Regions from separate parts of the Cricetulus griseus genome. Here region 1 is linked to region 2. The links are chromatin contacts, called in public Micro-C maps. All regions are on one chromosome and are shown on one strand. Each heading gives the region's core, a stretch centred on a gene start, on an enhancer-like site or on the middle of the called end of the contact. The rest is flanking DNA. Distances are from core to core; before and after follow the strand shown. Region 1 holds the start of Cd44 (CD44 antigen). Region 2 has its middle 50 kb from the start of Mir1343.

The links. Hi-C and Micro-C count contacts between places; a contact is called where the count stands out from the background.
Region 1: a Micro-C map of the CHO-K1 cell line shows a contact between it and region 2, with 2.9 times the contacts expected there. The contact joins the promoter of Cd44 here to the enhancer-like site in region 2. A contact is called at or near these places in 2 of 8 Hi-C or Micro-C datasets (the CHO-K1 cell line and fibroblasts).

The regions. Positions count from the first base shown.
Region 1 is chr6:74,762,718-74,766,902 of CriGri-PICRH-1.0, reverse strand. It overlaps Cd44 (CD44 antigen), which reads right to left and starts at 2,722. Exons shown (of 19, transcript XM_027422375.2): 1 at 2,415-2,722. The coding sequence starts at 2,487.
Region 2 is chr6:74,652,800-74,657,209 of CriGri-PICRH-1.0, reverse strand. No RefSeq gene overlaps it. Among named protein-coding and RNA genes, the nearest start is that of Mir1343, 50 kb to the right of the region's middle. Within about 2 kb of position 2,604, at least 2 of the 6 cell types and tissues checked have open chromatin away from gene starts, as enhancers often do. A contact at or near this core is called in the CHO-K1 cell line and fibroblasts, where this site is marked.

The DNA.
Region 1 (4,185 bases), core at 1,473-3,972, 110 kb before region 2:
TAACTTCAGTGGGGATGGATCTCACGTCCTTATTTCTTCACATGGGAAGACTCAGCCAGGACCCTAACTGCTAATGGAAAGAAGTATCCAGAATGCTCTGAGTGAGCAGAGAGACACCTTCGGCTCCCGAGCCCCAAGATTCTCAAATGCACCCCTCTTTCTCAACAATGGAAATGCAATTTCCTAGCAATGTTCTCTGGCCATGGAGGAAAGGACATGAGCACATGGAGGCTCATTCCCTTCTGTCCAGGGTCCCTTTCTCCTGCATTGCACAGAGTACCTAGGGTCGCTGGGCTACCTCAGAACATGTTTCTACTTTTTGACTTCTGATATAACACTGGACAGTTTCTTCTGTCACTCCGCCCCTGCCCAGCAAAACTTTTGCCCAATCTCATAGCTTCTTCATCTCCTAAAACCAGTCACTACCAGAATGGGGCAACTCGGATGCCTCTCTTCTCTGCCCCGCCCTTTCTCCTCAGGCTCTGCCCACCCAGACCCACATCCTCTAAGTCACATCTCATTTCCGAGTCTCGGTTCCTTTGCAACAGTTTTACAAGGGCATGAAAACCAGGCAGGCACTACTAGGGGCCCTCTGCCCTGCCTCTCCTGGTGCCACAAGATACAACAGGAAGGTGAAAACCCCAAGGCAGGAGAGAGCTTGCTGGTCTCTAGGACCTGACTCCCAGGGAGCACAAGGGATCCAAAAGACCTGGGAGTAGGCTTTTTTGAACAGCCGGAAGACAATCTAGGAAAACACAGAAGCTCAGCTTCTCAGCCACAGCAAAAGGTGTGGATGTCCAACCTTTCTCCTCTCCTTGGACTCTAGGTCCAGGCCTCTCCCTGCCCTTCTCCCACCCATCCTGACTGTTTCTGACCTCCAAGGGCCCCTTGGAGCTCTGATTCCCTTTGAAAGCTTCCTCTGTAGCTTTAGCGGGCCAGAATGCCTCTTTCCCTGAAGTCTTTTGGCTTTGTCCGGAACATGTGTTCAGATATTCCATGACAGTCTAAGCTATGGAATTTAATGAACCTGAGTTCATACCCAGCACCACTCCTTGCTGTGTGAATATGAGGAGTTACCTAACCTCTCTGAGCCTGTTTCCCTACCAAAAAAGCAAACAAACAAAGAAACAAAAAACTTGATACCTGAACACTTCTCACCAAATCACCAGGAGGATAAAATGTGATAGCATATGTGAAATACCTAACATCGATCCTGGCACAGCAAAAGGGTACAAATAAACGGCCAATAGAGTCATGTTGCTATTCTTCTTATTATTTGTATTACTTCTGCATCAGAATTCAAAACTTATGATCTCTACCTGGCATACCTAAAATCCCCATGTTGGCCACCCCCTCCCAAAAAAAAACCTGGGTTTAATAAATTCTTGCTGAGAGGAACTCACTGTAGGCTGAGCTGACTTAACCTAGCTGACACTTCTTTAAAAAAAAATTAACTGTGCTGGTGCTAAACAAAGGGTTCATGGAATTATCTGTTCATATATAGACAAAGGAAGGGAATGCTTGGAATTGAGCCATACTGAACACCTGACCCCAGCTCCTCCCCTCCACAGCCACCAAAGTCACCAACTTCATTTAGATGGGATGTTAAGGTCTCTGCACTAAAGTTCGTGTGTTACCCTGATACAGGTCCCCTCTTACTCTGAAGCTGCCAGGCATCGAATATGAGCCGTGTTGCTTTTTGATTTTGCCAAGACTGGCAGAACCAGGGGACCATAGCGTTAGACAGCTGGTCAAATCATTGCTTCTGTTATGTGCCCTCCTTGGCCCAGGCTGGAACCTCTTGGGCTCTCAGAGCCTGAACACAGCGCCGGTTCAAGTTCCCACAAACTAAAGCAGTTGGTGACCAAAGCAGACTGTAAAAGCCCTCAAAATCAATCTAAGCCGAGGTTCTCTGTCTTTAGTTTTCTGGGGCTCCTTTCTGAAAAGCTCATTGCAGGCTCTCTGACTTACAACTCTGTGGCCACCTTAAGGACTACTCTAGAGATCTCCGCTACTGCTCTGCCCCAGTCCCTGGCTCTGCCCTGTCACCCACGACAAGCCTGGCCCTGCTTGCGGAGCCCTTGGGCACCCGAGCCTGTTAGTCCGGACACCGGCTGCGTGTCCAAGAGTACAGTTACTTTTGCGCCATGTGCTCCGGCAAGCGCCAGCGACCTCGCCCAAAATCTGCGGCGGGCAACCTGCCCAGCCAACTTTCTTCTCCCTTTCTCTTTTCCTTTCACCAAAGCGGCGCATCCCAAGAAGCAACCCTCAAAAACTGTGTAGCCTCAAAACCCAGCTTTGCTTTGCTGAGCCCACTTCACTTTATTTCCTCCCCGGGGGTCAGCCCAGGGGCCGTTCTGCTGGAGTGAGCACTCTGCGTTCACATCCCCGCTGCCCAGGCTAGGGCCACTCACCGATCTGCTGTTGCGCCAGGCTCAGCGGCAAGAGGCAGAGTCCCCAAGCTGCGTGCCACCAAAACTTGTCCATGGTGTGCGGGATAGAACCCAGGAATCTAGTCGCCTCTTAAAGAGGGTCGCAGGGAGCTGGGGCAAGGAGGATGGATGGAACCTGTCACAGGCTGGGGGCCGCTAGGCAATGAGGCCGCCTCGGAAGTTGGCTGCCGTTTTTATTCCAGGCTTTGAAAGAGTGACCTAAGAGGGAGGGAGCGCGCGAAGGACACACCCAAAGCGAGGGGGCTGTGACTAGGCAGCCAACGGAGGTTTAAAGATACACCAGTCTGCTTTCGCTGCTGACTCGGAGACCCTGCCCTACTCTCCCGGGCAGCTGAGAATTGCTGCCGCCCCTGTCTGCCCACCTCCCACCCCCAGGCCACTCCACAGGTTTCCTTCTCTGGCCAGCCCTCCTGCCTTTGGGGATCATTGCCTGGGGCAAGGAGAATGACTGAGTCCTGTGACCTCACCCCTCTGAGTTCAGCCTCAGGTCTCTCCTTTGCCGCTAAACTTCTGGGAACCTGGCTGGAGAATGACTGTCTAGGTTTCCCAGGAAGCTGGATGTCTCCTAGGGAGGAGCTGAGACAAGAGGGAGACCCTGCTGGGAGAGAGGACAGTGCCTTCCAAGCCAGGGTGGATTTGAAAAGTGGGGAATTTGTGGGAGTGCCCACTCGTCTTTCCCTCTGAGAGAAGTTCAAAATTCTCAGTGGCTCTTTGCTCAGGGAAACCTAGCGATGACCAGTTATGGGGATCATATCTGACCCCTTGGGGGTCATATTGGACTCTACAAGTCCATGCTGACAACCTCCCATGCCAGGAGGCTGTCTGTCCTTCCACCCACCCACAAACACACTTCATTCATGATCTCAAATTAACTAATTAACCTACCAGTTCCTTAAATCCTTCTGGGATTCCCCCATTCCCCTGTCTTCCTTCATATGCACTAACCTAGTCATACCCCATCCATCACCAAGCCTTCCATTTATCTATAGCACAACTTTTCATCCAGCATCCCATAAATCCCAAGCTCACCTCCCTCCGCCGTCTTCCCCACCCATCCCCCAACATGCTGATGCTTGTACACGGTCCCGTTCCATCATTTTGTCCAGCTTCATATCCACTTACACATTTGTCACTTCTTTCTTGTTTGCATTTATGCCCTCTTTGCTGCAAACTTTAATACACTGCCATTTATTTCTTCCCTGAGAAATCTCAAAGAGGGGTGCGCATTGCCATATCCTTCAAGGGAAATATTTCAGGGCTTTTCGAAAGCAGGGGGAAATCGTATTTTAAATCACAATTCCCTATCTTCTCTAATACCCTGTGAGTCACAATTAGGACATCAAAAGCAGTGTTTATTTTTAATGTGAACTACTGAAAGTGAATCTGAAGTGAACATCTTTGCTGAATGAGATGCATGGAAAACATGCCTGTGGCAGGACCCTGAAAAAATCATAGCAGAATTTCTGAGGGAAAGTAATATTTTGGGATTCATTGAAATAAACTGAAAAGGTGAGAGAAATGCACCCAGCCACCTGTCCATCCATTTATTCATAAAACATGTAATGAGTGCCCAAGGGTATCAAGATAAGCCAAACCTTGTTTGTCTCCAGGCACTGGTTTACAGTCACAAGCCAGCTGCTGCTTACAATATGAAATGTACTGTAAAATAGAGGCAGGCCTGGAAAGATGGCTCAGTGGTAAAGTGCTTACCACCAAGCATGTGACCCAAGTT
Region 2 (4,410 bases), core at 1,355-3,854:
GCAACAGAAAGCACACTAGATGCATGGTATGTGGTTCAAAAGGAGCAAATCCCCATACTAAAGGAAGATTGTGAGTCCCTGTTGGCACTATCTTACATTATTTCTTGGCCTCGGTAACAGCAGCCCAGTACAGAGAGAGTTTGAAACTTGTGGAGAAACTCAGGAGACTGACCTTCAGGCTCTCAAGGAGCTATGCTAACCTGGCATGGTGGTGTATGCCTGCAATCCCAGGACTTGGGAGGAGGAGGCAGGAGAATCAGAAGGTGGGAGTCAATTTTGGCTACATAGCAAGTCTGAAGCCAGACTGGGAAGCTCCATGAGACCCAGTCATAAGGAAAAGCAACAAGATCTGTGCTTGTTCTGTCATCTACAGGAGGTCAAAGGGTAGTGTCTGCCCTAGAAGTTTCCTGGGATGCGATCATTTGTACAAGGTCATGGAATGAAGGACTCTGATGATGAACACTGTAACTGATACTTGTAGATGGGACAGATCAAATATAGGATAGAAGGGACCATACAAGGATCACCATACCTATTCCGTGACAGCTTCATTGTGTAGAATATTACAGAATTTCTAGACTGAAGAAGTTGAAATAAAAAGAAGTAGATTAAACTGCCTAAGCATTAACACCGTGTCAACTTCATAAAACCAATCACCAGTTTTTTCTTCCTACCCCTTCTGTATGCCCAAGAGTTGTCATTAGACATTCTCCCTTTTAGGTCCTGAAGTCACTGAGTTAAGGATGCTTTTAAATGGAAATTCACTACAAAAGGAAAAGAAATGAAACCTCAATAACCTCAAGCCATGCTCTAATCACATCCTATTGTGACTTGCAACTGCAGCAGAGCTTAGGGGCACCCGAGAGCCTAAGGTTTATCATAGGCCCTGGTAATCACTCAGCTAGACTCCTAGCAGTTCCCCACATATATATTTTTATGTGCTCCTCAAACTATTAGTCTCCTTATTTGTTAATTAACATTTATGTAAGTAAATAAAGCAAATGTCAACCAAATGAAATAAAAAATCACTGTCAAATTCATTTAGGGTTGTATTGTCCTTTCATCTGATGTCGCAGCACAGTGCCTCCCTGCTCCCCCAGCAACCTGTAATATTTTCCCTTACATATACATTTCATAATTGACTTTTTAGGGATTTAAAAGGAATTTAAAACTTTCACGCAAGTTAAGATACTTAAGTTTCATTAGTGACTTTCATTAGTAGTGAAGGAACCACAAATGCAATTTTAAAATTACCAGCTCAGTCACACTGTCCAGGCACCTCTGAGCCTAAGAAGTTGTTTGCTTTGTTACTACTTAACATATACTCCCCGCCCCCATTTTCTTGGCATGTGTGTAGAATGGGTGGGTATGCACTTGTGGCCAGAGGTCAACATTGGCTGTCCTGTATTGCTCTTTGTTATGGTGGAAGCTTCCACCCAGCCCCTGGCATCCATATACCCAAAGAGTCTGGAATGTTATGGTGGAGGTTCCACCCAAGCCCCTCTCCCCCCTCTCTCTCCAAACCCTGCTGCATCTCAGAAACCCTGCCAAATGATGGATGGCACTCCCCCAGAGATACTCAAGACCACTCTCACAGGGTATTTAAACTGTCCCCCAGAAAACAGACTGGTGGTTTTTCCGGTCTCCCTTTCCTGTCTCCTCTCTGGGGGGTCTGGAAGGCCATCCAGGAGCGTTGTATCCATTAAACATGGGCCTTTTCTAATTCGGTTTGATTTGGTCTGATTTGGATTGCTGTGTTGGTGGAGAGGCTTATGGGGTGTAGAAACTTTTCATTCTTCACCATACTTTTTGAGATAGTCTATTATTGAACTTGGAGCTCAGTTTGGCAACAATGATTCCAGTGAGCCCTCAGAACCCTCTGGTCTCCACTTCTCAGCTCTTGAATCACAGGTGTGTGTGTACAGTTATGCCCAGCTTTTTTACACAAGTGCTAGAAGACTGAAGTCAAGCCCTCCCATTCTAAGTGAATCATTTCCCCAGACCATGAATACATGCTCAGGCTATCACTTAGCCCTAATATTCTCTTGGAGCCACAGTTTCTATATTATGGTTAGGAGACAGACTTGGATGCTATGTGTTGAATATAGGTCTAGTGTAGCAGGTAAATTTCTGAAAACATCCAAGAATATTTCTTTTTTGAGACAGGGTCCATGTAGATCTGACTGTCCTAGAACTCTCTATGGAGAACAGTTGTCTCAAATTAATAGAGATCTACCTGCCTCCGTCTCAAATGCTGGGATCAAAGGCATGTGCCATCAAGCCCAACCCTATACAAGAGGATTTTTTAAAAAGCAACATTGAAAATATCTAAAGGGTAGTCTCTAAGTAACTTTCTCTGAATATTTTCATAATGAAAATACTCTCTTGAAAAAAAAAAAAGCAAAAGCAATCATTGTTCTTAATTCATATCTTCTAACTTTAGGTGGCCATGTATTAATTTTAAACAATTAATGAAGCCACCATTCTTTTTCATTCATTGTACAAACACCACACCAACACAAAAGCCAATCATGCTTTGCCCTTGAGCATTATTAAACAATGACATAAAAATGTGGGCCTCTGATAGAGAAAACTTTCCCCATGAGTCATTAACCAGCTTCAGCCAACAAGCTCACAGTTCCAGCTAAGTAGCCCGAAGCCCTTCACATTCGGTACTGCTTCCTTGGTGGCCCCTGACCCTAACTTCTGGTTAGGAACTGAAATTGGGTTGATTTTTTTGTTTTAAAACTTCTGTAGGATAATAGTGGTATTAACAAACATGCTCTATGCCAACCATAATAGAAATAGGCAGCTGAGTCCCCGGGTGTGCTACAAAGAACCCTTTTCAATGTCAGCCCCTTTCCATTCTCTATCCCACGATTCCCAAAGGAGCCAATATATGCAAACAAGACCAGAAGAAGAAAGAGCCTATCATGATTAGGGCTCCTCCCTCACATCCTCTCAGTGCACCATGGTGATCTGATGTGGCTAGAAGGACTCTGTTCTTAAATGTGGTTGCCCAACATGACTCCCTAAAGAGTTTGGTTTTTGTTTTGAAAGGTAGCCATGTCTCACCTCAGACTTACTTACCTCCAGAGGTGAGGCTCTGGAGCTCTTTGTTAAAGAGAACAACACAGAAGCAAATTCTGTGTTCTCGTTTCCCTAGCATCATGGGGAAGCTGGTGGTTAAACAAAGTTATTACTAAAAGTTAAATGATATGAATTCAGGATTAAGCAAATCACACAGAAATAAATACTCAAAGTTCACACTTTAATCATTTACCTGTGTTCTTGAGCAGTTTTACATCTATTGGATCTTTGCTTGTGTGCTAATTCTTATTTTATTTGTCCAGTTACACATTCAATAATGCCATGATTTACACTATGGGGATGAGCCAATGGAGGGAGTATATCAGGGCTTGAAAAGTTGATGGCCTCTGGACTTAAGAAAATGGTGAGGCCATTCGAACACCAGGCCAAGTTCCTGGAGTCCAGTTGAAGAAGGAGGAGGGGTTATATGAGCTAGATCATGATGGGGAAACCCACTGAGACAGTTGACCTGAACTTGTGAGAGCTCACGGACTCTAGACCGACAGCTGGGGAGCCTGGTCTGCTTGTGAGACCCATGGCAGTGGGACCAGAATCTAATCCTAGTGCATGAGCTGGCGTTTTGAAGCCCATTCCATATGGAGGTGGGGGCTTAGTCCTGCCTGAACTTAGTGTGGCTGCAGCTTAAACTTGAGGAAATTTTCTTCATTGTCTACTTTGGAAGATTACTTTCTTCATTGATGAGGAGAAGTCTATCAATCTTTCCTGCTTCATATAAAGGCACTGGCCAGCTGACATTCTTGCCACAGTGGCAAACACCAGCAGATATTCCTACCAGGAGCCACAGTTACTCAGCAGATAGAACCCTGGGCTGAGTTCTGAACATGAGTTCTATAAAACCAGGGATGCAGCCTATGAGGGTGACCAGTGTAAAATGCCCAATAAAGAGAATTGCTCACTTTGCTATTTGTAAATTCTATTGTCAGCATTTTTCTTCCCTAGAAAGCTGCTTGCTACACACTTGGCACCAGACTACTAAGCCAAGAAGTGAACAAGTCTCTAGCTGCCTCTATCTAGATCTACACCCTCACCTCAACTCTCCACCAAGAAAAACACAAAACATTACATCAAAAGGCTAAGTTTTCCTTAACACTCAAAGTAGACAACTTAATCTGCTAATTCAGTCCTCTTTACTGAGCCTGTCAAGCAAGGATGGCTTTGGGTTGATCTGACCACACCCACCACGCAGAAAAAAATGGGTAGTTAATCCTAAGAGATGGCAGCCTAGGTGCCATAGTCTAATGAATACCCTCGCCTGAATGTGGCCCTATTTGTGGGTAGAACCATTCCACAGGCTGGTGT